Linked DNA regions of Hordeum vulgare: region 1 is linked to region 2. A link is a contact called in public Hi-C data. All regions are on one chromosome and are shown on one strand. The core of a region is the stretch at or near the end of the contact, and the rest is flanking DNA. Distances in the headings are between cores, read along the strand shown. Region 1 holds the start of LOC123397528 (proteasome assembly chaperone 4). Region 2 holds the start of LOC123400115 (triosephosphate isomerase, chloroplastic).

The links. Hi-C and Micro-C count contacts between places; a contact is called where the count stands out from the background.
Region 1: a Hi-C map of seedling shows a contact between it and region 2, with 4 times the contacts expected there. The contact joins the promoter of LOC123397528 here to the promoter of LOC123400115 in region 2. A contact is called at or near these places in 4 of 6 Hi-C or Micro-C datasets (leaf and seedling) and 1 of 1 datasets of contacts at active chromatin or transcription factors (embryo).

The regions. Positions count from the first base shown.
Region 1 is chr5H:502,513,636-502,518,062 of MorexV3_pseudomolecules_assembly, reverse strand. It overlaps LOC123397528 (proteasome assembly chaperone 4), which reads right to left and starts at 1,942. Exons shown (of 6, transcript XM_045092056.1): 1 at 1,644-1,942; 2 at 1,179-1,376; 3 at 371-442; 4 at 211-286; 5 at 64-128. The coding sequence starts at 1,361.
Region 2 is chr5H:502,374,584-502,379,102 of MorexV3_pseudomolecules_assembly, reverse strand. LOC123400115 (triosephosphate isomerase, chloroplastic) reads left to right here and starts at 1,329. Exons shown (of 9, transcript XM_045094526.1): 1 at 1,329-1,643; 2 at 1,746-1,772; 3 at 2,455-2,524; 4 at 3,259-3,382; 5 at 3,585-3,669; 6 at 3,812-3,944; 7 at 4,021-4,194; 8 at 4,487-4,519. The coding sequence starts at 1,488.

The sequences.
Region 1 (4,427 bases), core at 693-3,192, 140 kb before region 2:
AGTGCTCCCATCAGATACAGAACTTGGCAATTCTAACAAAGAAGATGTTCCGGTTAGTAGTACCTCAAGCATGGGGCTGTCTTTCGGAATGTTACAAGCTAAAATTATATTTAGACCTGTCTTCAGCACTGAAACATGAGGTGACGTGAGCTTGGTGTTTTTCATACCAATATGACAAAGGTGGGTCAACTGCAGCAGAAACTGAAGTACCTAAGCGGCGGGCCATGCTTGATCCAGTGTTATCAGATGTTCCTCCAAGTACAGATGTGACACTCACTCCATCACCCTGCAAGGCCATGATGGTGCAATGATCAGCCTCAATAAAAATAAATATACACCAGTTCTTAAGGTCATATTGATTGCTTGTTACCAGCCGAGTGGTTGCAGCAGCATATAAATGTCCAAACTTTGCCGACTGGTTGCATCCTATCCATGCATAGATCTGCATGGAAAAAAAAGAGGGGCTCAAAACAGATAACACACGAATGTTTGACAAAGAGCAGAACGGAGATCATATCACATTGTGGATAAATACGTATGGTTCAAAGAAAAACATTCATCCAAAATATGGCTACCCATATTCCATGTTTGTGTAGAAATGAATCAAGCTTAAGTCACACGGGGATGATAACAAACACTTACACTTGCATACTTCATCTAATCATGTTAATACAACAAATGCTTAAGACAAGATCAGAGCTCCATGTTAAAAAATTACTCGTTTTACTAACTGAGACTAAACATGGACAGCTGCTAGAACATCTTCCTTTGGCACCTTTACAAATGAAATGATTTTTCTCCATGACCTCAACTAACTGAATCGACATCTAGTAGAACATCCCTTTGACAGCTTATGACATGTTTTTTCTTCGCCACCTCGGCAGACTGTCTGAAAATTGCATCCAAAGAAACACAGCCTTGCAAGACAACCCCCCCCCCCCACCCGCTCCCAGTCTCATAGGTAAGATTTCTAATCCAAACTAAGCAATGTCTCAATTAGATAGTTTTCACCAGAGCTCGACACAAACAATGATTTTTTTAGTCAGCATGACGCAAATAACTCTAAAACTGTAGTCGAGAGTCACCAACCAAAGGTTGTTCACATTTCAGAACTTCAATCAAACCTTCTAAGTTGTGAGTATCTTGGCAATAAGTTACAAGTGAAACCTCGTGATTACCTGTTTAGACATCCTTATGATCTGGAAATGGAGCGTGACGTCGTGCAGGTCCTCACTGAAACAGGTGACCTGCGCCCCGCCTTCAGAAGACAGATCACCTGAAGAACTGATTTGGCTGGCCATCGGGGCCTGCGAAGCCACCGCCAAATCTAGCATCCTTGTTGTGAGCTCCTCTGAAGACATGATGCCGGGGTGGATCTAGATACACACAGAACAATTGTTGAGGTAAATTAATTTGCGATTAAGGCACAGCTTGGCTTCCAGGTAAACTTATGGGCTTGTGTTCAGTTTGCACTGGTATTTGACCAGGCACTAATGTAAGCAGATGCTTTGGTGACTCAAGTCAGAGGATCTGCGCACTTGTAATTTAGTTCAAAAGAAAGCATCAAGCCGTATGAAGTCCACCAAATTTCTAAGATACCAAGAATATACAGTTCATCAACTAGAAAAGCTGGAGCACCAAACCTGCAGCTGCTGAAGCAGATGACAGAGAGGCGGTAGCAGCAGCGAAACAGTGGACGAGGAGGCGACAGTGGCCTGGTCGCGAACAGGTGGTGGTCCTCGGGCTTTCTTGCCGGCGGCGGCTAGCAGGAAGTCCTCGGGATGAGGGGTGGCAGCGGAGCGGACAGGCTCTGGCGACGGAGGTGTATGGGGGGATGGAGGCGGCCGGCGCTGCGCCGGCAGGGACGACCAGCAGCTGGCCGGCGGCGCTGGGGGCAACCCTAATCGCCAGAAGAAGGAAGAGGAGAAAGGCTCGCGTCCGAGGCCAGCGATGTCTCAGGGATTCGCCGAAGCGCGGTCCTTGGCGGCGGTCGACCGGCGCCAGCCTCCGGGTCGGTTGCATCCCGTGCGCCAATTGCGTTGTTTCCCAGCCGTCAGATCAGTCCCTCACAATATTTCTTTTTCTTTTTCTTTTTGCCCTCAAAAATCACACAAATAGCATGCACTGCGAGACTCAAAGAGCAAGCAATGGGCGCCGTTGACACCCGCAATGGATGCGCGCGGCTATCGTCCTCGAAGCATGTCGGCTTGCCGCCCTCGAAGCACTTGGTTCTGGCATGACCTCGTCTTAGGATTCCAGTCCTTGCCTTTGAATGCGGCCGTCAACCGTTGCAACACAACCATCGAGGATTTGCAATTGCCGCCCATCACAGCTATAGCTTCGGTCACTAAGAGTGACAGTCCCGATGATGCTCGGCCTGGTTCATGCATCATCGTGAGGAGGTTGTGAATGTTCTCGTCAATGGTTCCAACATTTTTGTCGCTGCCGGGCCTGATTGTCGATTCCAACATGTGGTGTCGTCATCTTCAACGCCGTCCGGTTGTAGCACGCGACATTTGGGTGTGTCATCTCTAGCCCCGACTGACGTCGGTCGTAGCTTCAACCAGTGTCGCTTCTCGCATTGTGGTCGGGAGGTTGCACCTTTTGTCGTTAATGGTTGCAACTTGTTGTCGTTGTCATGCGTGACAGCCGATTCCAACATGTTGTGTCATCGTCCCCGGCGTCGGCCGGTTGCAGTAAATGGTGGTCCTCGTTCCAGCAACGGCATGAATCCATTGTAGCATCACAGTGCCCGGGCGCGTCTTCTCCAACTCCAACGGTTGTTCGTCGCACCTTCTGTCGGCATCAGTTTTAGCATTGCCGTCGGGAGGTTGCATATTTTGTCAACAATGGTTGTAGATTTTTTCCACTGTCCAGGGAGACGGGTGATTCTAGCATACGGTGTCGTCAGCTCTGGTGCCAAACAATTGCAACAAATGGTGTTCATCATTCCAACAACGACGGGTGAGGGATGTACCACAATGGCGTCCGGGCGCCTCTTCTCCATCCTCAACGAGCGTCGGTCACAGCTTCAACCAATATCAGTTCTAGCATCACTGCCGAGAGGTTGGAGTTTTAGTTCTCAATGGTTGCAACATTTTTCCGCTCTATGGATGACAAACGATTCCAGCATGTGGTGTGATGTTTGCTGTGTATCCCTTGCAACGGCGCCAGAAATAGTTGTGTCGACGGCACCAGGAATCCTTCAGCTACGGCTACGCCTTAAGGGACTTCCTAGGCAAGTATGCAAAGGATTTCCACCGTGGCCTTGGAGCCTTGCGTTGGTGTTCCCTTGAAGCGGAAAGGGTGATGTAGCATAGCGACGGTAAGTATTTCTCTCAGTTTGAGAACCAAGGTATCAATCCGGCAGAAGAGTATCTCAAGATCCTGCACAAACACAAAAAGCTTGCACCCAACGCTATGAAGGGGTTGTCAATCCCTTATAGATTGGTTGCCAAGTGAGAACTGAAAGCAACAAAGTAACAAAGCAAAGTAAAAGCGGAGTTGTAAACGATGGATGTGAATAGACCCGGGGGGCGTAGTGTTTACTAGTGGCTTCTCTCATGAAAGCAAATAGACGGAGGGTGAACAAATTACTGTCGAGCAATTGATAGAACTGTGCAGAGTCGTGACGATATCTATGCAATGATTATTTCTATAGGCATCACGTCTGAAACAAGCAGACCGATACTTTTTGCATCTACTACTATTACTCCACACGTCGACCGCTATCCAGTATGCATCTAGTGTATTAAGTCCATAAGAACAGAGTAACGCCTTAAGCAATATGACATGATGTAGAGGGATAATCTCAAACCAATGATAAAAAACCCCATCCTTTTACCCTTGATGGCAACTGCTTGATGTGTGCCTTGCTGCCCCTACTGTCACTGGGAAAGGTCACCACATGGCAGAACCCAAAACCAAGCACTTCTCCCATTGCAAGAATCATAGATCTAGTTGGCCAAACAAAACCCAAGACTCGGAGAGACTTACAAGGATATCAAATCATGCATATAAGAAATCAGCAAAGACTGAAATATATATCATAGATAATCTGATCACAAGTCCACAATTCATCGGATCTCGACAAACACACCGCCAAAGAAGATTACATCGGATAGATATCCATGAAGATCATGGAGAACTTTGTATTGAAGATCCAAGAGAGAGAAGAAACCATCTAGCTACTAACTACGGACCCGTAGGTCTGAAGTGAACTACTCACGAGTCATTGGAGGGGCGATGATGATGATGAAGAAGCCCTCCAACTCCAAAGTCCCCTCCGGCAGGGTGACGGGAAGGGTCTCCAGATGAGATCTCGCGAAAACGGAAGCTTGCGGCGGCGGAAAAGTGTTTTCGAGGCTCCCCTGATTTTTTGTGGAATATTTGGGAATTTATAGGCCAAAGACCTAGGTCAGGGGGCG
Region 2 (4,519 bases), core at 80-2,579:
TCTTTTATCTGAAGCTTATTAAAACGTGCTTTCAATTTAAAATCAATCCCTTCCTCTATAAATTATTGCACGGGGAGATGGATTAGAACATTTAACAAAAATGACAAGAAACTCGTCCTGGTGGTAACTTCCTCCTACTCTGGACAATCTGCAAATGCGGAAATGGAATTATTTTGATAAAAAGATGTTCGGCGATCCCATGGTACTGATCAAAATGTAGCAAGTGAAGTTTACACGTCGTCTCAAGGGTGGATATATATTGTTATGTGCTTGGAGGTTAGACGATCTGCAAACTAGCCATGCTTTTGCTGGAATGGTTGGTGCTATAGTCAGTTAGGACGTTTCATTTTACGTTTTTTTGCTTCCATATGTGTGGAACCTGCTTAATGTTGGATGGTTGGTTTTGTGCGCAAGTTCTTTTCCCTTTCTTCGCTGATGCACCAGGAGAGGGAAGGGATAGTTTAGGAAGCTACGACGATATGTTGGCATGTTGTTAATTTTTTGTTTTTACGTGTTAACTCGGGTAGTTGTATGTCCTGACTGTAGTTTAAATTTGGTTTCTATAATAGAAATTGAAAAGGGAAAAGCCCTTCTTTCGCTTCAGAATAAAATGATGTTGTTGGTTGAAACAAGCACCTCCTATGAACCAACATGTTGTTGAATGGTTAGACGGATAATGGTATCCCCAGTCCATCCGGGTTCAAGTCCGGATGCTCGTATTAATCTTTCGGACGTGTTCATAGGAGTTGTTGCTTTTTTACACCATACAGACGCAAACGTTCATATAAACGCGCATACACTCATCATTATAAACAAACACATGCACATCCTATCCTTATAAAACCTCTAAGAGAGTGAGATGACATACCAACTTAAAATTTATGAAACACCGTAGACGTCTCGTCATCGATGAAAACATCTTCTTTCATTAAACACGCATTGTCGAAAATCCTGAAATAAATTCAGAAATGATACGAGCACGATGAACTAAAGATACCAATGGCTCTCTAAATATCCATCCGTCATCTGTTATTCAAGTTTTTGCCTCTACCTCGTACATTGCCTGCCAGGTAGAGGTAGACACCGCATGGGCGGACGCGGAGAGCATTCCTTTCATCTCCTTGCGTGGGTTCCAGGGATCAGGGCTTGCGGTGGCCTGTCGCCCTCGCATCCGGACCGGCCCGGCCCGCCCCGGTAGGTAGCTCCGCCGCGAGCGAGGAGCGCAGGGGAATCCTCGGCCCTCGGCACCCTATCCGTGGGCCGATAAGGCAGGCGCGGGCGGAGGCGGCCGGCCATACAAAGCCACCGTGGCCGCACGGGTCGCCCTCGCTCCCCCCTTTCCCTCTGCTCCCCACTCCCGTGCGACCGCTGGTTGTGGTTGGTGTGGTGGCTGCTGCGCGCATCATCAGACGAGGAGGAGACGCTCGAGCCTCCCTCGCCCACCAACCACATCACAGCGCGCGACGCACAGATTTGATTGAGAGAGAATGGCGGCGCCGTCGTCCCTCGCCTCCTCCCACCTCTCCCGCCTCGCCGCCGCCGGCGCCCCGGCCCCGCAGCCCCACCACCAGAACCACCAGCTCCGCCTCGGCTGCTCCCGCCGCCGCGCGCAGCGCCTCGTCGCCATGGCCGGATCCGGAAAGGTACCGCCGCCCCACCAATCCACCACCGCCCCCTACCCGTGCTACTTTCCCTGGTGAAATCTATTGCTCGTGCCTGATTCCGGCTCTGATGTCGCTTTGCAGTTCTTCGTCGGAGGCAACTGGAAGTGCGTAAGTGCCCCCCCGCTCTCCCCACAATCCCGCCGGCTTTGCGAGCACGGGTTTCACGCGTCAGCACCGCGCCGATGGGGGAATCTCGAGTACGGTGGCGGTGGAGATTCCCCTTGCGCCCCGCGTGACGTTTTTGGTCCTCGCGGCGGCATTGTGGTTGTCGCCTTGGGGGGATTTCGTTTGTCCCTATTCGTTCATGCAGACATCGTGATATACACCGTTACTGAGGCCCTCTTCTAGGATTAGAGTTGCTTTTGGTGCCGTGCCGCCTAGTTTTGCAACTTCCGGTCTGTCATGTCCCTTGATATAACCGTCGTCAGATTCCATCATGTCGAGATTTGAGCGGCATTTGATGCGACACTTACGAAACAGAGGAATGCTGCTAGTTATTATACTTATGTCAGTGGTGTTTTAATCATGAGATAAGAGACGCCGTACATTAAGGCATTTAGCAGGGGGCAGCCATCGGTCTAATAAAAAGTTGGTCGTTGCCATGTGAATGTATTCAGGTGGCAGCAGGTACATGATTTGGGGGAACCTTCCTATGCTTATGTGTTCATTTGGTTCACATTTATAGGGAGCTTTTGTTGACTATATAAAGTTACATTGCTTAATGTTTCGCTCAGGTATCTCGGATTTTTTTGGATTAATATCTGATTTCTATTCTTGTCCTTTACTCTAGAATGGAACAAAGGAATCCATTAGCAAGCTTGTCTCTGATTTGAATGCTGCCACACTCGAAAGCGATGTAGGTAAGCTCATTTGCTTCTTCTACGCATATCCTAAGCATCCTAAGCTTCCTTTCGGTATGACCCGTGCAATAGGTGTGCATGTTTAATTGGTATACAACATGTCAATGGTGCCGGTTTCCATTCGGTATGGACATTTTCCTGAATACATATACCTTCTACTAGCCATGTTTTCATCCTATGTAATTTATTTACTACATTTGCTCTTCTATAGTAGTGTTCACCAGAAATGTAGACCCCTGCTAGCCCCAACCTATTTATCTATTGTTTTTGAAGTTCAAGCTGCTAGCCCCAACCCATTTCAACCAGTCTTGATCCCCTTGTCCAGCAAAAATAATAATTCCATACACCATATATGGTAGCATACATCATGCATGAGCATCAGTGTCATGGAAGCACTTCTTCCTGGTTGTTAGGTAGTTACTTGGTTACCAAGTTGGCCAAAAGAGAAGGGATAGCGCACTAGCTTCTACATGCTCCATAGTAGCAATATGCATGGTTGTTTATTTTTATATGGGAATTTTACACCGCGGGTCACCAAAAGGTAAAAAAATTCATGGTGGAAGACACAAGTAGTTTGCTTGCACCAGTTCAGTAACTACTTTTATTAGACTACTGTTATGGAGCTGCTCAATTCACCTTGTAAATGTGATTATGTAGTTTATTTCAAGATATTTAGCTGCTTGTCTCATTAACTCAGCGATATATTAATATATGGAGCTGTGGATATGGTGCAGATGTTGTGGTAGCACCGCCATTCATCTATATCGACCAGGTCAAGAGTTCACTAACTGACCGTATTGAGGTGTCTGCTCAAAACACATGGATTGGAAAAGGAGGAGCTTTCACTGGAGAGATCAGGTTGGATACTGCAAGTTAAACTTGTCGACTTTGTCTTTTACTGGTACACAAGAGGTTGCAAATTCTTCTGCCGCACTGATGACGAAAAAATGTTTGTTTTATTGGAATGTACTAAGTGATGAGGGTTACAAAATGTTGTTTCTATTTTTGTTCCTTTTGAGCTTTCATTTCTGAGTTTTATTTTCTCATTGGAAAACTCCAGTGCGGAGCAGTTGGTGGACATTGGCTGCCAATGGGTTATTCTTGGTCACTCTGAGCGCAGACATGTTATCGGTGAAGATGATCAGGTAATTGCAGATGCTACTGAATTTGTGCTTCTCTTTCTTGTCCATTTCTCTGGAGTCTGAAGTTGACTTTGAGATGTATAGTTGCTGTTATCATGCACTAATTTAGTTTAGGATTGCGATCTAACAAGTTTATCCAATGCAGTTTATTGGGAAGAAGGCTGCATATGCCTTGAGTCAAAATCTTAAGGTTATGGCATGCATAGGGGAACTGTTGGAAGAGAGGGAGGCTGGGAAAACTTTTGATGTCTGTTTTAAGCAGATGAAGGCTTTTGCAGGTGAAATTTATTCATCTTTATTGGCTTGGTGGTGGGCCTGAACAGCATTGATTTATCTGCAAAATGTGTGCTTCAGATAATATTACGGACTGGAAAAACGTTGTTATTGCGTACGAGCCTGTGTGGGCTATTGGAACCGGAAAGGTTGCTTCTCCTGAGCAAGCTCAAGAAGTTCATGCCGCTGTTCGTGATTGGTTAAAAACCAATGTATCAGCTGATGTTGCTTCGACCGTTCGAATTATCTATGGAGGTTAGTTTCTTATCTTGGCCTTTTTATTCGGGGCCAATGTGTTCTCTGTTTCACCCATATTAGACTGGTGACTGGAGTATAAATTAAGTATGACATGCTGTCTTATAAATATCCTCAAAGCCACTACCCCCTTCCTGCTATCATAAATATCTTGAAGCCCCAATCTGGGCAGTTCCCAACCACTGTTTTCACCTCTTAGGGCATTGGACTCTTGGATTAGAGCCAAACTTGTTATATGGCTAACAAGACTGATTCTGTTGTATGACCATCCTCGTATGCTTTTCCGTTGCAGGTTCTGTAAACGCAGCAAATTGTGCTGAGCTAG